5 separate regions of the Mus musculus genome follow, and regions 1, 2, 3 and 5 are each linked to region 4. The links are chromatin contacts, called in public Hi-C and HiChIP or PLAC-seq maps. All regions are on one chromosome and are shown on one strand. Each heading gives the region's core, a stretch centred on a gene start, on an enhancer-like site or on the middle of the called end of the contact. The rest is flanking DNA. Distances are from core to core; before and after follow the strand shown.

Region 1 (5,283 bases), core at 2,566-5,065, 280 kb before region 4:
TACCACAGTGGCATTCATATTGTGGCAACAACCAACAGAGAAGGGTTTGCTGCTTCTGTTCTGAGGACTGAGATCTATTATGTGCTGCACATTCAAACCCTGTGACAGAACTGTGTTACCCATGTACCAGGAGGCTGGGTACCCTAAACAAAAATTAAAGGTCAACTAAGGAATAACTAGATTGGGAAGAGCCTCCAAATTGATTATCCAATACCAAGTGATCAGCCTTTCCAGGATCTGGCATCTATGTGGAAACCTTGCTGATACTTGACTGAGAGTCAGAAGTACAGGCTCTGGCCACTGACTGCACCAGATGTCCATCATCAGCATTTCGCCAGCCCCACCAGCTAACCTCCAGTTGTCAGCAGCAGGCAATGACAGCTCCATTGCTCCGGTGCCTGTAGATGACAGCAGGGATGCGCTTCCAGGATCTGAAGCCTGCCACACTTTCCAGTTCTTTGTCAGTGATCCAAGCAGGAACTATGAGCTCTTGTGGATAACTACCACATAATTTGTATTTCTCATTGATGTTGGAAATCCTCCAGGAATTGTTCATATCAAAACCCATCTGCTCCACTTCATTCTTAAACCTTGACGTCACATGTTCCCCTGGTCTGCACAGGTCTCCATGCTGCTCCTTTTCACTGGCATAGACCTCCATGCACCAAGCATGGTATGTAAATGAGAAGAGATCTTCTATTTTACCAGCTGGTCGGATTGCATTGTTCCATCTCTTAAGCCAATCTTGACATTGCTCAAAGGTTGGGAACTGACACCTGATAACTTTGCAGTCTTTGCATGCCAAATGAAGCTGAAATATATCACGGCATTCAATGCTTTCAATAAGCTGTAATGGAACATTAACAAGAGACTCCTTAAACTTGATGTGAAGCCTGTAATTAGAAAGGGCAATGATGGCCTCCTCAGCTCGGCCCTCATACACTGTGCTATCTCCATGACGTTCAAGGAAAGGAACCTGAAGATTCTCATCCTCTCATCAGCTGCTTCCTGGGAAAGATCTGATTGGCCTGGATGCACTCAAGGCTATGCCGCACCTCTTCATCCATGACCCAACCAGGTCAGGAGAGACCGTGTCCTTCTCTAGTCTCTGACAAGGCTATTCTTTCTCTTCTGCTTGAGACCTTTTACACTTTATTCACCAAGGCAGGATCTGCTGCTGAACTGGGGGTTCATTGATTTCATTCTCTAGCTAGCCAGCTTGCACCAGTCTGTGACTCTGAAGCACAAGTGAGTATCGTCCTGAGAACTTTTTCTTCTACCAGATTTCACAAGGAAATCAGGCGGCAGGACATGGCAAGGCCCGCCACCACAAGGCCTCCTCTGCCACCCCAGAAGGCTGCCAGCCAGGGTTGGCAGGGGCCAGTGGCTGGGCCGCTGGAGCGTCGCCGCCACCGCTGCCTTCTCACAACCACAACAACATGGCGGCAGCCTATATTATACATTATTAAACAAACAAATCTACTAACATATCATGTATTAGCTGTTTTTTAATAGTTCAATATTATGGATCTTTTTAAAAATTCAAAATATATTATTTATGCTTTTAAAGGTTATATGAAAAGATACTTATGGTTTTCAAGGAAATATTCATGACACAAAGATTAAAATGTTTTTCCTACATGTGTTCCAGGAAGGACAGAAAGGGATAAAAGAAGATATAGAATAGCATTCTCTTGTAGAAATACAGTTTTTTAGTTCTTATATATAGCCTGAAATTGCAAGACTATTTTAATAAAAGAATTACCCAGTTTGTGTCAGTCATTGATGGACAAAGCTTATCTGTCTTAGTTAGAGTTTTACTGCTGTGAACAGATACTATGGCCAAGGCAACTCTTAAAAAGGACAACAATTTAATTGGGGCTGGCTTATAGGTTCAGAGGTTTAGTCCAGTATCATCAAAGCTGGGCATGAAAGCATCCAAGCAGGCATGGTGCAGGAGGAGCTGAGAATTCTACATCTTCATCTGAAGACTGCTAGCAGAACACTGGCCTCCAGGTAGCTAGGGTGAGGGTCTTAAGCCCACACCCACAGTGACACACCTACTCCAACAAGGAGCGACACTAATAATGACACTTCCTGGGCCAAGCATATACAAACCATGACATTATCTTTCCCTTTTCTCCTCCTGAAACTGAGTTGAGAAAAATGTCTCCTGCTCCCTTTCCTTCCCCTCTTCCCCATCCCCCAATAAGGTGTGTTCAGATCTCTAAAATCATTTTCTAAGCTATGAAATTTGTCTTTAATGATTACACCAGGTAGAAGTTTCTGAATTTTCACAGTGACTGAGATGTTAATGTGTCATGGTTCAGTTTGTTGCTGCTCTGCTAGAGGAGCTTCAGGAGTAGAGACCCCACCCCAATCCCACCCCAACCCCGCCCCAACCCCGCCCTCTGGTCAGAGCCCAGGCCACAGTGCTTGTGATCCTCCTGTTCAGTGCAGGTGTGAAGCTCCTCTGACAGAGACTGAAGTTCTGGCTGAAGGTGTGCAGCACATAACTGCAAAGAAGGATGGGGGTCACCTGGTGGGAAGCTGAAAGAAAATATTAGAACTCCTTTTTGTGTTCATTCAAATTTTGAGAAAGAAAAATGGGTTCTACCAACATTCTGCAGATGACTTCATTGTGCTTGCATGTCAGACAATCAGGTTCATACAACAGGTGAGGGAGTGTGAAGTCTCCTAGGAAAAGTGTGAACAGAGTGGGAAGTGTCCTAGAAGAATAGACAGAACCTGAGTCCTTCACTCCATTGAATGGCTTCAGAACTGGCCAGAAATACCCAGTCTTAACTAAACCAGCTCTGACAGAACAGAGTTCCACATGAGACTTTCAGGTGAGGATACTGTTTGCAATAATACAATCTAATAAGTATACAAAAATACCTTGGCAGAGAATCATTTACTCATATGTCTTTCAAAAATAATGCAAGGAAATACATGTTATACCATGTGACAAAGAAGTGTGCTCCCAAATTGCAACTACCAAGATAATTTAATATACAGGTTTTTAAACATTATTATTAATGCTTGTATTGCCTGTAATATACATCATGATTTGAGAAATTAGCTAATAATAGTTGAACATGTACATAAATTATGTATAGTTGAGTTAAAATTTATAGTTTGAATATTACTAGTCATTATTCTATCACAGTACTAAAAATAAAGTTTTAAAACTAAAACATGAAAGGCAAAGATCTGTAGGCTTAGATTTTTTTTAAATCTATTTTTAATAAGGATTCTAAATGCTTTAACCCCCCTTCTAGCCCACTGTCCAAAGTTAGGGAAGGAAAGATGGTAAATAGGACAAGGGGGTGTTTAGAAGTAGTTCGTTGGGATGATTGCAATCTCTTTCAGGATAACAGCAGTCCAGTTCAGTAGTGTCAGCATACCAAACACGAATCAGCAACAGTGGCACAATCTAGCAGAAACCGCCAAGCCAGCAACCAGTACCAGCAGGGATGCCAGGTGAAGTTCTCTCTGCCTTGCCTCTCTCAATGAAGTGAAGATCAGCAAAGATGAAGATTGGAGACAAACAAAGAGTTGTAAAGCTAGCTATGCAAGCACACCGACAGTCTGTTGAGTACTATTTAAACTCTTTCCAAACATCATGTGTCCTTCCATGGGTCTTGTCTTAGCAAAACACCAACTGAGTCTGTATCACCTGACATATCCAGAAACTTCCACTTCAAAGGTCTATTATATGTTCAGAACATTGAAAGGGGGAATGCCATGCAGGCCAAAATAAGCTTTATTGCCCAAGATAGTCTTAACAATAATGTGGAAAAACAAGACATTCTTAGTTGAAATGGATATTGAAATGCTATGAATCATCACATATACCAATCTCTGCCTGTTTCTACAGAGAGACTTGGGGGAATAACTGAATCTGTGAAATCTATCTCCCAAAATGCAATCCGCTGCCATTCACTCCTTAGATCTAGAGATACTCAAATGCTTGCTAGGTTATCAGGTCCAAAGAAAAATGGGACCTAGTGACATTGATTTGTAGCATAATTTCCCCTGAATCCTTAGCATTTTGCCAGAATGAATAATTATTCTGAGTCATAAAAGACTCCAAATCAGTCTGTGAGTAAGAAGTCAGGGAACAGCATGAAGAGCTCAAGTTCATAGAAAGCATCAACTACCAGGGAAAGCTGTATGGACCAACCCTCGCCACTCCATTTATCTCTGTATACACCCTGAATTCTCAGTGTTGTCTGGGTGTCTCCACCGACCATTCTTTGAGGAAGCATAAGCCTTACTCAGCCTTCTTTTCCTGCTCCCTAAAACAGTACTAAACACAAAGGTAAAAGAGAAAGAGGAGGAAAACACAGAAACTCCTATTATGGGAAACAATGCTCCTTACTTCATAGTAAGCACATTCTTATTTCATAAGAACTTGGGGGACCCTCACAGACCAGTCTGCGCAGGAGAGCACACGGGCTGCAGAAGCAGCATAGCTTCTTGGACAGGGTCCTTTTGGGCCTTCATCTTCAGCCAGGAGACAGAACTGAGACCGAGACCTCGGCGCACTTTCCCCACCAGAGGAGAGCCAGCGTCCAGGGAGGGCTCAGACCCTGGGACCAGGTGAGAATGCCATCTTGTATCCTGGGTCTCTCAGAGACCAGTCTGTGCAGGAAAGTGCACAGGCTGAAGAAGCAATATAACATCTTGGACAGGGTTCATTCGGGCCTTCATCTTCAGCCAAGAGGCAGAGCTGAGCTCCAGACCTCTGTGCACCTTCCCTGCAAGAGGAGAGCTTGCTTGCAGAGAGAGCTCTGACCACTGAGACTCAGGAGAGAGATGGACTCCCAGGTGTGCTGAGAGAGGCTAACAGAATCACAGGAGGAACAAGCTCCAGCCAGAGACAGCTAGAACATCTAACACCAGAGATTACCAGATGGTGAAAGGCAAACTTAAGAATCTCACTAGTGGAAACCAAGACCACTCAGCAACATCAGAACCCAGCACTCCCACCACAGCAAGTCCTGGATACCCCAATACATCCAAAAAACAAGATTCGGGTTTAAAATCATATCTCATGATGCTGGTAGAGGATTTTAGAAAGGACATTAATAACTCACTTAAAGAAATACAGGAGAACACTGCTAAACAGGTAGAAGTCCTTAAAGAGGAAGCACAAAAATCCCTTAAGAAAGTACAAGAAAACACAACCAAACAGGTGGTGGAGTTGAACAAAACCATCAAAGATCTAAAAATGAAAGTATAAACAGTAAAGGAAACCCAAAGGGAGACAAGTCTGGA
Region 2 (5,167 bases), core at 614-3,113, 340 kb before region 4:
GCAAGCAAAATAACAGTCCAAGCACATACATTGAAGAAGAGACTAGGCTGCCTGTTAAAATATTCACAGCAGGCGTCTTTAGGATGTCACTTACAGGACTTCTTTTTACTCACTTCTCCAGGCTCCTCTCACCAAATTTTCTATTATAAATATCACATCTGAATGAGAGAAGCTGAGGCCTTGCACATTTTAAGTAAAAGAGAGCAGCAAAGAAACACCTAGACAAAACCGAAGATTTCCTAGTAACACGTGAGCCACGTGGACAGTGCCACGTCTAAGGCTATTGGCTCAAAACTCCCTCTTTTAACCAGCGTGCTCTGAAAGGCTTATACTGTACTCCTTACACAGGAATCATCTCCTGTCCCTGCTCTGCTAAGCCCCGTGTGGCATGAGGTCACTCAGCTCAGCTCCGGAATCTTGCAGGGAGGTGGCTTGAGACATTCACCAAATGTTAGCACCCCTACGCTACCTTGAATGTGGGAGGTTTCCATCCATTAGCAGCTACCCACCAGGAGAGTGAAATCCAAAGCCAAGTATACACAGAAATAAATGAGGCTCTTATGCACTGTATATCCTAGATCCATGACAGGCTGCAAGGAGTTAGATGCGTTTGGAAAGTTCTTAGCCTGGGGGAGGGGCAGGGTGATGCTGGTGTCATCAGCTCACAGCCTTTCCCACTAGTGTCTTCTGTTGTCCTTATCAAGGGGATAGAGTAGTAGTTGGTCTATTTGTATCAATCGTCTGGCTGAGTAGTCAATCTGAAATGCTTTTAAAGATTATTCATGGAAAGCCTGGTGAGGTGTGGCGTTTAGGTGTCCATCAAGTCAAATGCCACACTGTCTGTTCCAGATCTCTTTGGACTCTAAAATGAGTGCCAAAATATGCATTTTCCACAACTGAATGAGTCAGAGGTCTTCACAAAGTTAGATGTAAGCAAAGCCCCTACTAGTAGTAGGACATGAGGTTAGCGCCAGGCTAACAAAGCTGCTCTTGGCTAAATTTCCTCAATAGCCCAGTCAGCCTTGCCCCATGGGTGTTTTCAATTATACACACCCTAGCACACTCTACACAACTGGCAGTGTCTAGTTTGAGTACCTGTTTCCAAGGAATATGTATTCTCAAAAGTCTTTCAAGAAATGATAATCCTTTAAATCAACAGCGAGGCCACGGGAACCTACTGTCCAGCCTATTATTCTTCCTCTCAGAGGGTGCAAGCTCTTCACCAGCCCACCCTTCCCCAGACATACAAAAGGTCAGAAAGTCACAGAGCGCAGGACTTTGCTCTCTAGACCCACCTTGCTGTTGCCGATCCTCCTGCACCTGCAGCTGACGCGTGCACGAACTGGTGAACAGGTGGCTGTCGTCTTTCCTTTGTGTTGTAGACATGGTACCAACGATCTGGCTGTGACTCGGGGACCACTAGCGCAGTTTGTCTTAGCCAGACATCAAAAACTGTCTTCAGAAGTTACTTGGAAAGAACACAGAGGCACGCGCAGATCTCGCCTCGCATGTAAAACATTTACTCCTCGAAAAGCATGCCAGGGTTTCTACTGGTCAAGAATTCTGCAGTAAATATTTACCAGTATCGCACCTCCTGCCTACAAAGATGCCAGCTTATTTGGCTGGAAACACGACTTAACTCTTAGTTTATTTTAAAGCGCCCTGGACCTTTCCCCTTTTAGAATGTTCAAAAAGAAACGACGTCTCTCGGTGAAACTAGCTCTCTCGTTCAATTTTAGCCGTTTTCAGTTCCTTCTCTGCTGTAAAGTCCAGTCCCTCTAGTGTAGAGAGGACTGCTAGAGAAACAAGCAAAGGGGGAAAGCGCTGCAGGATTAAATCTGCCTGGTTGGAGTTCGCCCCTGTGACAGTTGGATGTGTACAGTTCTTAAGGGAGGCTGGAGGGGAGGAGACTGGGCTAGCTGATTAGCATAGAGAGGCAGGCAAGAAATAGCATTCTTATTGTTTTAACGGAGTGACCAAAGCAGGGATGGTAAAGATGTCCGGACAGCACAGCAATTAACCACCTTGCTTCTGCTGCGTTGTCATTAAAGCCCAAGCCCAAAGCAGGGCTTGGGCAGTGCAGTTATTCTCAGGCACAAGCGAAATGGAAAAGATCCAGCTGGATCTGGTCAGGAGCGCATGGAAATGTACTGCTGGGACTCTCGGACTCTGTAAACAGCTCCGAGGCTCCAGGAGAGGAGCACAAAACACTACCCGGAAACATTAGCTTTGCTTCCCAGCACAGTCTCGACCACTGCTGCCTCTGGGTTGTAAGACAAGGCAGCTTGTGAGGTTTCTTGTGCTTGCCGGTCCATCACTGTTGGAAAGCAAACCCTAAACTCCTTAGACTCAGTGAAGTCATAATGAATATCATAGGTCCTGCCTTGCAGCGTGACTCTGAGCGAGACGCTCTGCTTGAATTTGGAAACTGATATAAAACACCCTAATAAGGTTGCCTCCTTATGATATCTAGAAGGCAGGGAGATGTGTCTCTTCTTGTTTTCTTCTTTCATCCTAAGGCAATTGACAATTTCCCAAGCATATTTTCATTTCTGAAAACACATGAAATGCATATATCACTTCACCTTTGTAATTCTTGTGACTAATTCAAATGAATTTTTTGTATTATATTTTGGGTTTTATTTGATAAAGCTGGCATAAAGATGTAGACTTGAAGAAGTGGATTCCTGGGCACAATCTGAGATATAAAGTTAAGTATGAAATCTACACTCTCACACCCATATGTTTGTGTGTGCATACCCAGGCATACACTCACACCTGAGACAATGCACACAGTCACACATGTATCCAAACCCAAATGTGTGTGCACAAACGCACACACATGCACACCCACGCACATGTGTTTCTTAATTCTCTGTTCCAGACAAAGGAGCAAAGCCTTTGTACACAAAGCTGGTGTTTGCCTTCATTGATGGACTCCAGCTTTTCTGTAGGTCTGTCACAAGTGCTACCATGTTAGAGACTAGGGCTGATGCTTGGGGACCCTTAGGGTTCTGCTTGGGGTTACACTATGGAGTCCTCGGCAGTGGCTGTATAATTTGCAGCAGGGATGCACCTGAGTTAATGCCCTGAGCTTTGAGTTACACTTATAACTGCTTTTTTAGGGTTAAGCGTTGTAGGCTCCAGTGGAGTGAATCCAGCCTGGCCGAGTCTTCCTTGTGACAGGACAGAATAAAGCATACCGAGGATGCAGAACAGGCATTTCCTCCACAGGCACTGCTCTTCCTCACCTTTTAGAAACAGCCACCAAGTGACTTCATACCAGCCATGCTTTGCTGTACATTTTGCTTATGAGCAAAAGCAAGACATTGGAATGGCAAAATTGCCCATGCATGTTGTAGTGGCTATTCCTGGTTGTCAACCTGACTATATTTGGAATGAACTACAATCCAGAATTGGAAGGCTCACCAGTGACCCTTATCTGGAGGCTTGGAGATAGAAGTTTCTGATCTGGATCTTGGTAAGATTAAATCTCCGAGTTCATGGTCATCTGGGATTAAAGGTGTGGTGGAACACACCTTTAATCTGGGCTACACCTTCTGCTTGAGACAATATAAGGACATTGGAAGAAGGGAGTCTCACTCTTGCTCCCTTGCGTGCTTGCCGTGTGAGACTGAGTAACTGCTAGATCCTTGGACTTCCATTCATAGCTACTACTGAACCGTTGTTGGGAATTGGACTGCAGATTCTAAGTCATCAATAAATTCCTTTATCCATAAGTTCTGTGACTCTAGAGAACCCTAACTAATACACATGCATGAGTGTGTGTGTGTGTGCACGCATATGTGTGTGTGCATGTGTGTGTCTGGTATGTGGGTGCACATGTCCATGCATGCATGTGTGGAGGCCAGAGTTTGACTTCAAGTATCTTTTCTCACCAACACCCACCCCATATTTTGAGACAGGATCTCTTGCTGAATCTTAAGCTCACTGCATTGGGCAGACTAGCTGGCCATCAAGCTGCAGAGCTCCGTCTATGTCTGCCTCCAGGACTGACATTATACCTGTTTGGGCAGGACCAGGTGGGGATCCAAACTCAAGATAAAATATTTGTCCAGCAAGCAGTTTACCTGCTTAGCTGTCTCCCACCCCCACAGGCTTTCTTATTTGGGTTCTTCCTTCTCTATCCTACCCTTTTCTTCTTTTCTGGAAACCTGCATCTTTGTGCTCTCCAAAGAGTAGAGTGGAAAGATACATTGTTACAGGTAAGAGGCTTGTCAGCCGCTACTCTTAGGGGAGATACTTGGAGCGTTGGTGTCTCATGATTAGAGTTGACAAATTCAGTTTAACAATCTAATGGTATTGCATTCACTAGAGAATTCTCTCTTCTCAGTTGAACCCTATTTACAAAGCAGAAATGCATTACATTAGTCCTCAAGAAAGTTACTTGCTTAATTCACAGCTCTCCTTTTCTCAAATATATTTGCAATATCAAGTCTATGGGTAATGATATTTTTAGTTTGAGTTTAGTTTTGAGAATTTCATATAAGTTTTTTGTTTTTGTTTTGTTTTGTTTTGTTTTTTAGACAGGGTTTCTCTGTATAACCTTGGCTGTCCTGGAACTCACTTTGTGGATCAGGCTGGCCCGGAACTCAGAAATACGCTTGTCTCTGCCTCCTGCCTCTGCCTCTGCCTCTGCCTCCTGCCTCTGCCTCTCTCTGCCTCTCTCTCTCTCTGCCTCTCTCTCTCTCTGCCTCTCTCTCTCTCTGCCCCTCTCTGCCCCTCTGCCCCTCTGCCTCTGCTGGGATTAAAGGCGTGTGCCACCACCGCCCAGCTTCATACAAATTTTGACTATATCCATCTCCCTCCCCCTTCTTTCAGGTCCACTTCTTCCCTACCTACCTAACTTGGTGTCCCTCCTTTTACCCCATCAAATCATATTAAACTACCGTATATACTGTTGGAAGTAGATTTCTGATGCAGCATGGCCAACTGAACGATGGCAACACTCTTGATAAGCGTTGATTATTCCTCTCCTGGCAGCCATCAGCAGTCAGTAGTACATTTGCTAGGAGTGAGTCTTCATGCCCACCTTCTCCTATCCGTGTAGTCTGGCTTGAGGCTACTCTGCTGTGAGTTCATACGTGCACCTGTTCTGCCCAGAAGACACTCCTTCCTAGTCTCAATTCACCTCCAGCTCTTACAG
Region 3 (4,982 bases), core at 715-3,214, 310 kb before region 4:
GTCACAGAAAAAGACTTTAATACTAACAAAGTATGAAAACATTAGGTTGTTGTGATAGCCCAAGACTCTTGGCTTTGTGAAATAGAAAAAACGACCATGGAAATATTTTTCTTGGCTTTTGCATGGCTGATCTGCATGAACAACTGTGAAGCTGTGATTAGAAGGAGGCAAGATCTGCCTCCCAGCATCACCAGGGAGCTTTTCTGTTTATGCAGACCCTCTGACCTTGTTGTAGAACTGAAGCTCAATTCTCTTCCTTATTTACCCAAAGAGCAATCATGTCTCTTCATAGCAGATCAAGAGACTCTTTTCCCTGCCTTTGTGGTTTATGTGTTGTAAGACTCAATATCTGGCCTCTTTCCCTACTACTCTGGATCTTTGAAAGGCCCATGTCTGTGGTTCCAGGCTTACCTTGCAAAGGACATGGATGTCAACCTACTCTTGCGTGCAAGAACTGCAATGGAGGAAGTTTTCAATAACCTTATTCTCAAAGGGTGATACAATGCATTTGGTGGTCAAGAATCTAGGTAGGGAAGCTTTGCTATTTGAACACTCCCCCAAACCAAAGGACCAGATTTGATCATTTCTCTACCCCCTGTCCCAAGTAGGTCAGTCACAAAGAATCTTGTGCAATTTGGCAGGATATAAAAGCTTCATACAACATCCATATAGATTGTCACCTTAGGGATCCTTCAGATGAACTCCTGGCCCCGTTTATACCTCCACACTTCCTTTGTCACTCCAGAGTCTCTAGCAATCTGGGTTCTACTTGTGACATTTCACCCAACCCTTGTCAAACCTTTAGTGGCCAGTTTAAGGTCCTTAGCTGTCATCGTTCCTCAGTTCCTCTCCAACTCTTTACTCCCTGCCCACTCTGCCAAGCACGCTGTTTTCTGGTTTACTCTTCAGTGTTGGTTGTACCTAACATATGCTTGATTTTAACTCTTCCAGACTGTACTTCCTTATAGATTTAAATTACACTTCTTAATGACTGACATCTACTATGATTCCTAAATCCTTCTCCCAGGCCAAGGGGTGACCACATTTGGGCTCAATTGTTCCACACTTTATACTCAACAAGCATTTGCTAGAGGTGCCTTTCAAGAGCCACCTTCTCTTGACCTCGCATAGATTGATCCAGTGAGGCTCTGGATCTGCTTATCTTACAGACCCTCGAGAATGGCCCACCCTCAACTCTGGACACTCTACCACTGAGCAGATCTCTGGCTAAATGCTTGAAGATCTGCATGTTCTCAGCCAGCTTGCAGGTGAACTGAGAAAGTAGAAGATAGGTCGAACTGACTCTGTCTTGAGCATAAGGCCACGTCTGGACATGAAGATACCAACTTCATGTCAGGGGTTAACTGACTTGAACCCAGAAATCCATCCGAGAAAGGATTTGTTACCCTCTGCTTCCACCTCAGGTCCCCACAGTTAACATGCTCTGAGCTCTAACCCTGTGCCAAGCAGTTAATATCCTTTGCATAACGCATCTTTAAATCTGCCAATCCTGTGTGAGAGGTATTATTATATACACTTTGTTGATGGGCCTGAGTCTCAGTGGTGCCTGGTACTTCTTAGCTTCGCAGAAGCTAGTGAGGAATAGAGAGAGAATCCAGAACTGTCTTTTTACTCCAAGGACCGAACTCCAAATCATAACCTATGCACTCAGAGCCTAAAGCCATTCTCCTAGGACCTGTTGGAAAAAATGGTGGACTAAGCAACCCTTCTGGTCAGAAAGTGGTGTAGGAAGTCTCAGCTTCCTACTGGTAAATAACATAAAATTTCCACCCTCTGTGTATTTTTCCACTTAAAGTAGGCATCATATTTTTACCTGGGTCAAAGGGCAGTTTACTCATGGCCCGAGGAAATTCTAGAAATTAACAACTATAGTTTATCTGAGCCCAGCCCATAATTATGTAAGCTCGCTTCTGAGCATACCAGTAACTTTCCACTTCAGTCTAAATAGGAAGTATTCCTTCATCTCCTCAGACTTCACGTACGTCATTTTTAAAGCATCAGTCAGAGGATGCAAAAGGATAGCAAATCCAGTTCAGCTTTTTCTCTTTCCCAGAATAACCTCACGTATACCTGTCATATTTGAGCCATGAATTTAGATCACAAAAATGCCGGACCTGGCGCTGTGTATTTCATTCTCTGTGTTTCTCCAGCATCTAGCACGGTGCCTGGAACTCTACAAGCACCAGAAAGGATTTACTGGATCAACTGATGAGTGGATGTATGGATAAATGAATAAAATATGTACTTGAAATGTGAAGGGGCTGAGGCCCCACCCACTGATAGGGGCAGAGAATCTTTTTTTTTTTTTTTCTAGAAGTACAGCTGGGATTTCCATAAACCACCAGGCTCTCCTTTCTGTTGTTTATCATGTTGGGTTTTTGTTTTGTTTTGTTTTTCATTTTTTTCTTTCCCTAAATAGCCTCGCTGTAACTGGATTTACTGACATAGGACTACCTCCCCCCCCCCACACACACACACACTATGTCTTGAGCTAATCATACTGGGAAAAGACAGTGTATCAGACGTGTGTCTCCTACTTTACAGGGCCTTAAGATTCGACAAACCTCCCAAGGTAGGAGTCTGGAAGCTTAGCTACATCTGCTGGATTTTCCTCCAACTTCTGAATCTTCAGTCTCCACGTACATCTGACACTTACAGCCTCCTTCCACAGAGGTGTGTGCCTGTTAAGGTCAGGTTTGTGTGCATAAAACAGAACTACAACTATAGCTGACTAATCGAAGAACACTGTGTCCAATGGTAGGCTTCATATGCACTAGATGCTGTTTCTTTTCAATATCCTGTATGAGTTGCAGGCAGAAAATGGGAAAAGGATGATAGGCAAAAGCTTATGCCCCACAGAACTGGATGTATCGCACTATAGGGCTCCCAGCAGTCAGGTTACAGATGAACTAACATACTTGCAAATCTGGGGAGATGAACGCTTTAACGAGTTTACATTGCTTCTTATAGGAAAATGAGGTTCTTTCCTAAGGTTAAATAGGGGTGAGACTGGCTTTTTACATTTTTTAAATTATTTTATTTTATTACATTTCAGATGTTATCCCCCTTACCGGTTCCCCATCCTCTCCCCCTCCCCCTGCCTCTATGAGGGTTCTCCCCTACACACCCACTCACTCTTGCCTCAGCGCCCTAGCATTCCCCTATGCTGGGTCATCGAGCCACCACAGGACCAAGGGCTCCCCTCCCACTGATGCCAGATAAGGCTATCCTCTGCTATACATCCAGCTGGAACCATGGGTCCCTCCATGTGTACTCTGTGGTTGGTGGTTTAGTTGCTGGGAGATCTGGATTATCTGGTTGGTTGATATTGTTGTTCTTCCTATGGGGTTGCAAACCCCTTCAGCTCCTTCAGTCCTTCCCCTAACTCCTCCATTGGGGTCTCAGTGCTCAGTCTGATGGATGGCTGTGTGCCTCTGCAGCTGTATTGGTCAGGCTCTGGCAGAGCCTCTCAGGGGACAAGACTGGCTCTTAAATATAATGTCCGACGGGGCAGTGTTAGATGTCCCTGGGAAGAGCTGTGGGGGCCAGGCTTTTAGGACCAAGGCACAGCCTTCACACCTTTGGTGACATAGTTCACAATGCCCACCACCTTCCATGTAACCTCGTCTCCCCTTATCATCTGTCCCTTTCCATGTTCTCCTCCTAGGCCAGATCTCTTCCCCTGAACTCTAGCCACTGCCCAAAGTCCAGCATCTGCCTCTGCATCATCCCTGCACACCTCCACCATGGTCCTTTAATCCCTGGTCCAATTCTGATAGACAATGTGCTACCCAGCCTCTAGATTACATTGATGGTTACCTGGGCAGTGGTTACCTATAACACCCAGGATGGGCCCCTTTGAACTGGAAGACAGTTTGAGTCGTATGTGAACTTGTCCACAGAATAATCTCGAGCCTGACCCTAAAGACAGGTCTGTTTCTATGGTAACAAAACTCCCGTTGTCCCCTCTCCGGGCTGGATGTAGGATACTCAGAGCTGAAGGGTCCTATTCCTTTCTCCCTTGGACACCACCTCTCTACCCAGCAGCAGCCAGAGTGCCTTCACTGCACGGGGATGACAAGTGTGGAGCAGCACCTCAGGAACAAAACGGTGTTCCCAAAATTGATTGTTAAATATCTATTGTAAAGAAAATATACAAGGCATGCACTGTGGGGGCAGCAGCCAGGGAGTGGACACATTCCCCAGGGATTATTGCAGGGAGGAAACTGAATGAAATGGTCACATTTGTGATTTTAGGGAGGAGGAGGCTTGAAGTGGCAGCTGAATCAGGGCAAATGCTTGAAAGCTTATACTATTAGAGAAATAAACCTTGGGGGCCGAAGAGACAGCTTGGTGGTTAGGAGAACTAGAAACTCTTCCAGAAGACCAAGGCTCAATTCCCAGCACCTATATGGCAGCTCACAACTGTCTATAACTCCAGATCCAGTGGATCCAACATCCTCATAGAGACATACATGCAGATAAAATACCAATGCACATAAAGTTTATATATATATAAATAAATATATATATATATATATACATACATACACACACACACACACACACACACACACACACACATATATATATATATATATTTTTTTTTAATCAATTTTGGAAGAGGATCTATGTGGTGATTTGAACAGGTATCCCCACCCCTCAAGTCAGACTCATGTGTTTGAACGTTTGGCTCATAGGGAATGAGGAGTGGTACTATTAGGGGGTGTGGCTTTCTTGGAGAAAGTGTGTCACTGTGGAAGCAGGCTTTGAGGTTTCATATGTTTAAGCTACAACCAGTGTGACAGTCTCTCCCTGCTGCCTGTAGATCAAGATGTAGAACTCTCGGCTCCTCTGCACTGCCATGTCTACCTGTACACTACCACATTTCCTGCCATGATGATACTGGACTAAACCTCAGAAACTGTAAATCAATGAAATATTTTCTTTTATAAGCATTG
Region 4 (5,354 bases), core at 36-2,535:
GAGAAAATAAAAACCATTTAGAATCAGCTCAGCTGGGAGCACTGAGCTGATCAAAACGGTCTCGGCCAGGAACACCTATCTGAAGACTACCACCCAGAGCCACTGCATTCAAACAACAGGATCCCAAAGCCGGCTTGCTTTTAAACCTAGGAGAACTATGCCAAACAAACAGAAAGCACAGCTGTCCTAAGGAAAATGTCACGCCAGGCATAGTAAACTTATGCCTGTCCTTATACTTCAGCAGGTTGAGGCCAAAGTACCACAAGATTGAAACCAGTTAGGACTACCTAATGAGATCATGTCTCAACCTGAGAGAGAGAAAGGGGTGGGGAGAAAAAAGAGAGAGAGAGAAATGTTTCCTGAAACTTAAAGACCTTCAGATGTTGTTTAATCCCAAATCTGGACCCAATTGGTTAATCTATGTCATAATATACCTGACTTCTCAATCGGCTTGCAAAAGTCGCTGGACCTCGGTGATCCCTTCTGTACCTGTGGAGGTCAGATAAAGTCGCCATCCCCAAACCAGCTTTCTCATTGAGTTACCATGTTAAAAGGAATGCTCATGAAGTGAGCGCTAGTTAAATGGCACATAAAGAAGTTCAACTTCTTTATCTCGGATGTATGTAATTATTCACTTTGCAGAAGTGGTAAATGAATAAACGGGACACATATACATCATTTATATACATGTGTGTTCATCAAATTCTCAGCTCAGTTCTTGGCACTCTGGACGGCTCTTGAAATGTTTATAACGAAACGGGCCAGTGAAGACAGAGAGGCTTCGCGGTCCGCAGATGTGATGGATGGATGGAAGCAAGCCCGCGAGAAGCTGCAAGAACTGCTGTCTTCTGGGAGGGAGGCTGGAAACCAGACTCTCCGAAATCTGACAGAGCTCTTCTGGAGGGGCTCCGGGCGCTGCACCGGGGCAGAGCAGATTCCCCTGCCAGTGTCTGCGATGCTTTTGTCAGTGCTGGCTCTCTCTCAGCAGCCCTGCGCTGCATGGTGGTTTTGTGAAGCGCATAATTCGACACTCCGGGGAGACCACCCAGCTTCCTCTCCCAGAGTCTCCCAGGGAACAAAACTGTCCCTCTGTGTGCCAGTGACCTCCCCCTCTGCCGGCCCCCTTCCCACTGCTGTCCCCCACCCCCACCTCCCAGCCAAGGGGAAATGGAAAAGCCAGTCAAACCTTCCCTGGTGGGAACCAGGAGATTTGCTACTAAAGCAGCCCAGAGAGGAGGCCACTCTAAGCCTGGGATACTGCTGCCACCCTGTGGCAAGGACCTCCCGACCCAGAGCGGCCCACACCGTATAAACCACCCAACATTCTCTAGAAACTCCTCAATGATGGGCTCCAGGAGGGCTGTGGAACGAGAAACAGCTCAGAAGCCCGAATGAAAAGTGAACTTGAGTAAGTCCGTGTCTGCGGTGTGATTCCCAGTGTGTAGGACGGGATGGATAGTAACTGGGAACTTACAGGAAAGGCTAGTTCCCCAGGCCCCATCCAGGGCTCTGGAAGGTAGAACCCAGCAGTGTGCTTTAACAAGACTGTTGCGCGCCAAGGTTTTAGAACGTCTGATCCAGAGTCTGAAAAGGCAAGGACCACGAAGCTAACCACCAGCGTCCTTATCTCTTCTTCTCTGGCCCTAAACCTCCCCATGTCTCTCTTCGTGCATTTTAATTTCCTAGGATTGTGGCAGAATAGATACAAAACAAAGGAAAAGTCACCGATGTGCATACATGCTTACTGGTTCAAAGACTTACTGATGCTTTAATTAAAATTTAATTTTTTAAATTTAATTTAAAAATAAATTTATTGCTGGGCAGTGGTGGCACATGCCTTTAATCCCAGCATTTGGGAGGCAGAGGCAGTCAGATTTCTGAGTTCAAGGCTAGCCTGGTCTACAAAGTGAATTCCAAGACAGCCAGGGCTATACAGAAAAACCCTGTCTCGAAAAAATAAAAAATAAAAATAATAATAATAAAATAAATTTATTATTTGAGGTAATAAAATTTTTTGTCGTACCACTCAACCCATCGAGAAAACTCAGATCCTTCATTTATTTGCCAGGTATTTATGGAGTGTCAACCTTATCTCAGGCACATTAATGTGCACTGTAGATAAACCTACCCCTCCCTCCACCACCACCCCCACTCCAGAGCTCTATTTTATTCAGGTGTAAAATAGATTTTCGAAGACTAAACTATGTCACCTCCAATGTTTGTATATTGGAACTCAACCCCAGTGAACATGTATTTGGAGAGAGAGCAAGCTCAGAGCAAAGGCCACGTGTCTGAAAGCCAGAAAAGACCAGCTCAGAGGTCAAACATGCGGGTGCGCCAAGGGCTTTCGGCCCCCAGACTGTGACCAATAACTGTGTGTCCTTTAAGCTGCCCAGTCCGTGCTGTTGTGTTAAGGCAGCCCAAGCAGATTAAGATGTAGGACAGGTATAGTCAATGATGGGAAGCACACCAGTGCAGGGTGACGTTCGGAGAGGAACTAGAGAACTTTAAGGACGGGGTAGTCAGGGAGGCTACCCGGGCAAGTCTCCTGTAAAAGATCTTAAGGAAGTAAGGCACCAGCCTTGGATTCATAGGAAAGAAAAGGCTGGTGGTAAAACACCTCAGGTGGGCATTGGTGGGCTTCCCCGGGGGAGGCAAAGTACCACAAGGAGGCAGTGTGGCAGAATGGGGGATGGAGCCAGACAAGGACCAAGGGTCCACTTGAGAGGGTCTTACAAATCACATAGGAGAAGAGGGCTTTAGTCTCGGCGTGCCGGGTTGCCTCCAGCAATGTAAGGGTTAAGAGATCTTTCCTTTAGATTCGAATGTGTTCCTGTCAAAGTTTACACATTGGCATCACAGTGATAGTGAGCAGTGGGCCTTTAAGATGTGAAGATGGGACTTCTTCATGGACAGTGGCTGGAAAAAAAAAAAAAAGGCGGCTCCGTGCAGCCTTCTGTTCCCAATACTCCAGCCTTCCACCATGTGAGGACAGCGTTCTCCCGATCCAGAAAACGAATTCCTCACCTAACCACAGAACCTTTATCTTCATTTCTCTAGCCAGTAGCATTGTGGGAAAGTAAATTCTTGCGCCTTATGCCCCAGTGCAGGGCATGTGATTGTAGTGGGACTAAGACGATATGTAACTCATCTGCTTATCCTCCGGTGTGCAATCCCTCCCGGGTAACGCAGCCGCTTCCTATTAAGATGGTTGGCACCCTGTGTCTCTTGGTGTCCCCGCCCCCTCTTCTCCCCTCTACATTCTTCAATCTGCTCCCGCTGACCTATCGACACAGGGCCCCATGAGACTTCCAGTTTCTCAACCTGTCCTTCGCATTTCACAGGAATAAGAAAAGTTCAGATGTGCCAGTTATGCCCTCTGCTGGTCAGGGCGCAAAAGGCAATCAGGAAATGAGGTCGGGGTAGACCGTATCTTCAGCGACTCCCCTTATGTCAGCCTTTCTTTCTCCAGCCGTGCCCACAGCTGGCAAGACTGGGTTTGGCATTGCCCACTTCTCCTTTTGCATAAGAACCCTGCGGTCTGGCTTATGATAAGAAAGAAGGGAAATGAGGGAATTTAGCAAATGGGATTCCTTTGTAATATATGCTCTCAAGCCTCTTGCCTTGAGACGAGATCCTATTGTGAGAACCAAAAACCTGAGTACTGTCAATTTCTCTCTACTGTAATTATTCCAATTTTTTCAGGCAAATAAGTAGCCTTGGCTGGCTTGGCTGAGAGTATTCTGACAAGTAAAAGGGAAAATTACATCAGCTCGCCTTCAAATATTATGTCAGTGTTATAGAAAAAAAAAATCAAGGCCTGGCAGTAGAGAATTCTTCTCTGGGGTTCTTTTTTCATACAAGTTTTTCAAAAGCTCATCCCCTGCTTCCTATTTCTCCCTTGGAGATTTATTCATCTATGAAACTCAAACCATTCGAGCCTTTTATGTCTGGCTGAGTTTTGCCTCTATAATTTATTCCACATAGATTTCCCCCCTTGAAATTGCAGCCTGTGCCAGCAGGTCACCCAGGACTTCCTGCCCTTCAGAGGCCCCATAAGATAAAAGGGTAAAAGCCCTCACTGGAGAGAGAGATGGGCCACCCTAGAAGTCAGATGCTGAAGGGGCTTGGCCCCAACTTCTAGCTCTGGCTCACGCCACGCCTGCATCCTGTCTGGTTCTTTCCTCATGAAAACCTAAGTGAGGAGAGAGGTGGCCCCACATAAAGTTAGCAGGCGTCTTCTCCAAGATCAAGGAAAACTTTGATAGAGTTGGGAAGAAAGCCAGTAACCATTGGCTTCCTGTCCTGATGGGAAGGCAGAGACGGCATCTCCAACCCGAATCCCACTGTGCAGAGGAACATCAAGGGTCCATCTTTGGAGAATGAAAAACTCCCTTACCCATCAGCTTCTGCTCACATTCTGCTCCCACCCAGTGCTCGCTGTGAGCTCCCGAGGCAAGGAGTCACTCCTGGTAGTTACATCTGTGCTCGGACTGTGTAGCCTGAAGCTCCAGAGCTTTTTTTTCTTTTGAAATTTTATCTGTCCATCCATCTATCCATCCATCTATCTATCTATCTATCTATCTATCTATCTATCTATCTATCTATCTACCTATCTATCATCTATCCATTGGAAAAGATATGTGTGGAGGTCAGAGGACAGCTATGAGAGTCAGATCTCTCCTCCCACTATCCAGGTTCCAGGTACTCAACTCAAGTCATCCAGCTTGACAGCAAATGTTTTTACCCACCAAGCCATCTCTCCAGCCCTAGTCTCCTCTCTCTACACACTGTATTACCTGCACGTGTGGCCTCACATCTCTGTACCCAGCATTGCCTCCTCCTCTGGGGAATTAGAATCAAAGAAGTTTACAGAACCTTAATCAACACACTTTTGGTTCATGCCCAGCACCTACAGTGCTGAAAAAAATTAGAACTTTATTAGGGCTGAGATTAAGCCGAATACCATACACCAGTCTGGGCGCAGGACTCTGTGTGGTTACACCACTTCCGAAAGCTCAGGAGCCCAACAGACGTTTCCCACAGTTAGCACACGTGTCCACGCTAAAGTGTTGCCCTCCTGAGTTTCGTCACCCATGGCTGTGTCTGCAGAGGAAGCAGTGCCACCACAGGATGGCAGCAAATCATCACCATTGTGCTCCCTGGCTCTAAAGCCACATCAGTCTGTGGAAGTGGGTAATTTAGTAATAAAAGCAAGACAGGTCCAGGGAGTCAATGCTCTGGTGAGGAAGATTATGCAGAAATACATCACAAGAAAACAGGGACACAAATCAACACTCAGAAAAGCTGGTGTGCAAACAAGCAAACAAAAACAAAACAAACAAACAAAAAAC
Region 5 (5,142 bases), core at 735-3,234, 460 kb after region 4:
CTCGAAGAACAGCCAGTTCTCATAACTGCTGAGCCATCTTCTTCAGCCCCAACAACTCTCTTTTTAAAAGGTAAGAAATTGCATTCTGTATTTCATCCACATCCTGAACAGAGGCAAAATGTATTTGCTTTCTTAATACGCTACTTCTCAGACAGTGGCCATAAACATAGTTTCATATGATCTGCATTTCTCAGTGTAGCTGACTATATTTTAGTAAAGAACGGCAAATTCCCTAGCCTCCTGCTCTGCCGATTCCCTTGACGTTAAGGTAGACTGTGGGATTACTCTGGCCAAGAGAGTACAATGGAAGGGACACTATGAATTTCCAAGGCTAAATCACAAAAGGGGAGAAAAATCCCTGGAGTAACCATTTATGAAACTCCTCTCACCAAGTAAAGCAAACGACCGTCAGCCCACACAGCTGTGAGCAAGTCCAAACTAGCTCACCTGAAGAAGCCTCCACAGTCCTGTTGCTACTGCACATGAAGTTGCAGCTACTCCAGAGGCTGAGGCAGGAAGACCAAATTCAAGGCTTCTCTGCCCAGACCTGAATTTATGGCCAGCCCGACCCTGCCTCAAAATGAAAAGAGCTGCCATACCACTGTTTTGGCACGTGAGGTGGGGGGGGGACATTTTTTTCAACTCAGGTTCTTCCCAAATGATTCTGGTTTGTGATAAATGGACATGAAACTAACCAACCAGTGTCAGCGAAGAATCAGAAGCTCAGGTGTTCCAAATGAAGGATGATTTAACCACACAAGGCGGCCAAATGAAGCATTTTATTCTGCATCAAAAAACAAAACAAAAATGCTATATTATTCAATGCCAAGTTTCCTAAATTTGATGACTACTCATGTAAAATAGCATTACCAGAAATATGCATTATTCTGAGTATGACAAGTGAATATAAGACTATTTAATATACGCAATCATCTTCAAATCAAAAGCTATTTCTAGGTAGTTTAATAATTCCTAAATACTATACATATGCACATGTAAAGAGAAAAATAAGGTACAGCAAAACATAAGGAACTGGTTAATCTAAAATACATATTTAATTACATTATGCAACTTTAAATGCAAAATTGATAAAAGGCAACAGGAGAAAACCCAGCACGACTGAGTTAATCATCGTTAGATTCTACTGGTGACAGCAACTTGTTAGTTTTGGTTTTGAGGGATTAATTGTATTATGTTTTTTGTCTAATGAGTCCTTCTAGATGTGAAAGACACTTAAAGATTTATGCAAAGGATTTGTTTGGGAAAAGATAGACATATTTTTTTTTTCAAGTAAAGCATAAAAGATAGAAAGACAGCAAACCCACTTCAAGATTTCAGTACGGTGCGCTACAGAATCACGTACAACCTCCCGTCACTTAGAATTCTAACAATCACCTCTCTCCTGGGATGCAGCAAACACCATTTTCTGACGCATACTGCAAAGCCTCTCAAAACACTGATGCTACTGGATAGACCAAGCACTACACAACAGACACTGCAGATGGAAGAACTGATTTTTAAAAAAAATCCGCTCCATGGCGCAAAAATATATGTATGACAGGAGTAATCTGCCCAGTCTACGGGAACCGGGGAAAGGTACCTTTATTTCAAACAAATCGGAGCATACAATTTCAAGAAAATCGCTGACGTCCCGGGCGGGGTTTGTGCTACGGAGGATGCTAGGAACCCGCGTCCATCCCTCACTGCTCTGCCGTCCGCTGGGGTCTCCTCAGAGGTTTCCTCGTGGCTGTGGCCGCAGAGTCCTGCCCGGAGGTCCCCTGTGGAGGTGTGAGGGGCCACGGCGGGGAGGGGACGCCTGCGACCCAAAGAAGGACCTGGGCGGGACGGCGGGCGGCCGCGAGGAAAACGGAAGTCCCCACAGCTAGCCCGGAGACCCTGGGAGGCGGGGGGCACGGGGACCGAGCCCCTGGGGAAGGTCCCAAGGCCGCCACCTCCCACCGAGGACCGCAGAGGCTGCGAAGCCGCTGAGCCCTGGAGGAGGCCGCGCCCGCCACCCCAGAGCCGTGTCCAGGCGACGCGTGGGCGGGGCCGCCCCACTGCGCATGCTCCATGCCGCTCCGTGGGCGGGCACCTGACGGATCCCCGCCCGCCCCGCCTCCTCGGCGTAGCCAGCTTTGCGCCGGGGTTCTGGGAGAGCGCTGCAAGCCTGCCAGAGTGGGTTACCTCCACCGAGTCTGTCCTGCCCTCCTGCTCTCTCCTCAGCTCGGTAGTCCTTTCTCTCTCCATCCATCCCTGGCTTCCCCTCGTGCAAGACTTTTGAGTTTCCGAGCTCTCCGTGGAGCTTGGCATGAGAATGCCTTAAGAACCAACATTTAGATCTGCGCTGTTAAGAGCAGTTGTTGCCTTTGTGGAGGACCCGATTTCAGAGTCCCAGCACCTACGACATAACCCTGAGTAACTCCAGTTCCAGGGCATCTGACACTCTTTTGTGGCTTCTGTGGGCACCAGCTACAAAGGTGGTGCACATACATACACGTAGGCAAAACACTCATAAAATAACAAGTTAAAAAACAACAACAACGGGCTGGTGAGATGGCTCAGCGGTTAAGAGCACCGACTGCTCTTCCAAAGGTCCTGAGTTCAAATCCCTGCAACCACATGGTAGCTCACAACCATCCATAACAAAAATCTGATGCTCTCTTCTGGAGTGTCTGAAGACAACAGTGCACACACATATAATAGATAAATAAACAAACAAACAAACAAAAACCAACAACAACAACAACAAAAACTTGCCGGGCAGTGGTGGCACGCCTTTAATCCCAGCACTTGGGAGGCAGAGGCAGGCGGATTTCTGAGTTCGAGGCCAGCCTGGTCTACAGAGTGAGTTCCAGGACAGCCAGGGCTACACAGAGAAACCCTGTCTCAAAAAACCAAAAAAAAAAAAAAAAAGTCTCTAGCCAAAACTTCAGCTAAAATTAGACAATAAATCGTGTTGGTCATGGAATTCTTCACATGTCATGAAGGATTTATCACAATTGGTTATCGATCAAATTAACTCATAAAAAGAATACTCGTCTTTTACCTGCTCAAACAAGGAGCAAAAGTTCAACCTTAACTCATCTGTGCACTTTGCACAATCCACACAGGTATCTTACAGTACTAAACTGTTGGTTGTAAGATTCACGTATTGCTGAATGTGCAGCTCTGACAAGGTTCATCCGCATGGACGCTGAAATGAGCTGCTGCTCCAGCCCCCTCCCTTCTGATGCTGTCTCCAGAGACTTGCTTCTAGAGCAGCTTCAGGAATAGCCCCAGGTTCCAGACGGATTAGGTTCATCCAGCCTTTCAGACAGCTCCAGTCAGAACCTGTCAAGCCCTGAGCCTTCTACGTATACAACGACTGGGTAACAGATGCTAGTGCTAGCTTTCTTAAGCCTAACCACTTCTTCCACTTTCCCTCCTCCTCCCACCCCTTAAAAATATTTGTCAACCCAATTCAGCAGGAGGAAGTTGTGGACAGTTGCTATCCCTATCTCTCGATTATGGTTATTTCATAAATTATAGGTAGGCTATCATTTTAAGGGATAATTTGGAAATGGTCATAATTTTGAATAGGGAGGAAACTAAATAGAGGGCTTAGGCTTGGAGCTTTCTGTCTTTCCTCTCCTCTCCTCTCTCCTTTCCTTCCGAGGTAAAAGGAAGGAGGTTAAAGGGAAAGAGAGGATAGAGTGATAGTATAGAAAGTTAGATATATGGGATGGATTACTAAAATTATTCTTAAACAAAGCATTGCATAGCCATAATCTAACATTGGTAGAAATCTTTGTATTTGATGCAAACTTGAAGTTATAATTCCTTATATTGGTACAGAATTTATAAATTGATATAGGTTTAAGGTTTCCATCCGTATAAATCTTTGAATATTGTTACAAAACTTGAAATTAATATTGTTACACTTAGGCATTGTGCCTATGCAACTCACTTAAGAATATAAAGCTTTGCCCGGCGTGGTGGTGCACGCCTTTAATCCCAGCACTCGGGAGGCAGAGGCAGGCAGATTTCTGAGTTTGAGGCCAGCCTGGTCTACAAAGTGAGTTCTAGGACAGCCAGGGCTACACAGAGAAACCCTGTCTCAAAAAAAACAAAACGAGAATATAAAGCTTTGACCTGATCCTTCTATAGCTGCTATTACACACGGTCTAGGATAATTAAGTAATGCAAGGTAAGGGCCAGATGCCAGACAGTAAACTCATAGTCATATTCGATTCTGATTTAATTATAATTAGGTGCTTTCATTTTTATTCAGCTAGAAATACCTAAGAGCAGTAGTTTAACAGTTCAGATATACTAGTCTTCAAAAGCATCAGAAATTCACAGATTATGACATTTAAAATAATTGCATTATTAATAGATTTTTGACTACGAGACATGTCTGCTGTTGACAGTACCCTCACCCTTCACGGTACAAAGAAGATACTGAGCATCACAACCTCCATAGAGAGTTGCTCCAGTTGTGGCAAAGTAGCCACTGGGCCAGAATTGCCCTAGTTCATCTGCAGGCAAAAAATACTGTCCAGGAAAGGACACATGATATGGGATAGTTGACAGCTTAGCTCTGTCAAGACAGAGTAATTCCTGCTTCTCTTAAGGTCTGTCAAATGGTTCTGGGCCAGGGCTGAAGACATGTACATTTCTGGGTTAAAAATTTTGAGATGCATGGGTGGCCCCATCCTTCAACTGGGGGCAGTGCCTAACTACTGGGGGTGATCTCTACAGGTTGTATCTCCCCTTTTGTTGGATATTTCAGCTAAAGTCATCACCACTGGGTCCTAGGAGCCTCTCTCTTCCTTAGCATCTATGACTTTCTAGTGGCTACCTCCAGCTCCCTATTCCCCACTGCTATGTTTCTATTCAGTTTCCTGACACTCTGTACTTCTCCCCAGAACCTGCCAATGCTTGATCCTGCCCCTCCCAACCTCCCCTCCTTTCTCCCTCCCAGGTCCCTCCCTTCCTCTACCTCCTATGATTGTTTTGTTCCCTGTTCTATGTAGGACTGAAGCATCTACACTTTGGTCTTCCTTCTTCTGAAGCTCCATAAGTTTTGAAGGTTTTATCGTTTAAGTACTCTTGAGCTTTTGGGCTAATATCCACTTACCAGTGAGTGCATACCATGTGTGT

The links. HiChIP or PLAC-seq counts read pairs in DNA pulled down with a chosen protein or histone mark. Hi-C and Micro-C count contacts between places; a contact is called where the count stands out from the background.
Region 1: a contact with region 4 is called in a CTCF HiChIP or PLAC-seq map of the NIH/3T3 cell line, with 10 read pairs. The contact joins two enhancer-like sites. A contact is called at or near these places in 1 of 15 datasets of contacts at CTCF or cohesin (the NIH/3T3 cell line), 6 of 115 datasets of contacts at active chromatin or transcription factors (acute myeloid leukemia, embryonic basal ganglia, embryonic forebrain and 3 more) and 1 of 9 other capture datasets (embryonic trunk).
Region 2: a CTCF HiChIP or PLAC-seq map of the NIH/3T3 cell line shows a contact between it and region 4, with 13 read pairs. The contact joins the promoter of Ranbp3l here to the enhancer-like site in region 4. A contact is called at or near these places in 13 of 39 promoter capture datasets (the 3T3-L1 cell line, 3T3-L1-derived adipocytes, cranial neural crest and 7 more), 2 of 15 datasets of contacts at CTCF or cohesin (the NIH/3T3 cell line and embryonic stem cells), 12 of 484 Hi-C or Micro-C datasets (the C2C12 cell line, brown adipocytes, cerebral cortex and 2 more), 6 of 115 datasets of contacts at active chromatin or transcription factors (the NIH/3T3 cell line, craniofacial prominence, embryonic basal ganglia and 3 more) and 1 of 9 other capture datasets (pancreatic islet).
Region 3: a contact with region 4 is called in a CTCF HiChIP or PLAC-seq map of the NIH/3T3 cell line, with 10 read pairs. The contact joins two enhancer-like sites. A contact is called at or near these places in 1 of 15 datasets of contacts at CTCF or cohesin (the NIH/3T3 cell line), 3 of 484 Hi-C or Micro-C datasets (the C2C12 cell line, embryonic fibroblasts and nephron progenitors) and 6 of 115 datasets of contacts at active chromatin or transcription factors (the NIH/3T3 cell line, acute myeloid leukemia, craniofacial prominence and 3 more).
Region 5: a contact with region 4 is called in a Hi-C map of cortical neurons, with 4 times the contacts expected there. The contact joins the promoter of Cplane1 here to the enhancer-like site in region 4. A contact is called at or near these places in 12 of 39 promoter capture datasets (the 3T3-L1 cell line, 3T3-L1-derived adipocytes, the C10 cell line and 6 more), 2 of 15 datasets of contacts at CTCF or cohesin (large pre-B cells and pro-B cells), 5 of 484 Hi-C or Micro-C datasets (cortical neurons, hematopoietic stem and progenitor cells, olfactory sensory neurons and 1 more) and 6 of 115 datasets of contacts at active chromatin or transcription factors (the SCID.adh cell line, T-cell acute lymphoblastic leukemia, astrocytes and 3 more).

The regions. Positions count from the first base shown.
Region 1 is chr15:8,910,268-8,915,550 of GRCm38.p6, reverse strand. It overlaps the pseudogene Gm5043. Among named protein-coding and RNA genes, the nearest start is that of Ranbp3l, 55 kb to the left of the region's middle. Within about 2 kb of position 3,815, at least 3 of the 459 cell types and tissues checked have an H3K27ac peak or open chromatin away from gene starts, as enhancers often do. A contact at or near this core is called in the NIH/3T3 cell line, where this site is marked.
Region 2 is chr15:8,964,645-8,969,811 of GRCm38.p6, reverse strand. Ranbp3l (RAN binding protein 3-like) reads right to left here and starts at 1,863. Exons shown (of 14, transcript NM_198024.2): 1 at 1,296-1,863. The coding sequence starts at 1,386.
Region 3 is chr15:8,937,998-8,942,979 of GRCm38.p6, reverse strand. No RefSeq gene overlaps it. Among named protein-coding and RNA genes, the nearest start is that of Ranbp3l, 27 kb to the left of the region's middle. Within about 2 kb of position 1,964, at least 10 of the 459 cell types and tissues checked have an H3K27ac peak or open chromatin away from gene starts, as enhancers often do. A contact at or near this core is called in the NIH/3T3 cell line, where this site is marked.
Region 4 is chr15:8,625,307-8,630,660 of GRCm38.p6, reverse strand. No RefSeq gene overlaps it. Among named protein-coding and RNA genes, the nearest start is that of Gm46508, 45 kb to the right of the region's middle. Within about 2 kb of position 1,285, at least 66 of the 459 cell types and tissues checked have an H3K27ac peak or open chromatin away from gene starts, as enhancers often do. A contact at or near this core is called in 3T3-L1-derived adipocytes, the C2C12 cell line, the NIH/3T3 cell line and 6 more, where this site is marked.
Region 5 is chr15:8,165,948-8,171,089 of GRCm38.p6, reverse strand. Cplane1 (ciliogenesis and planar polarity effector 1) reads right to left here and starts at 1,984. Exons shown (of 53, transcript NM_001162906.1): 1 at 1,601-1,984; 2 at 696-784.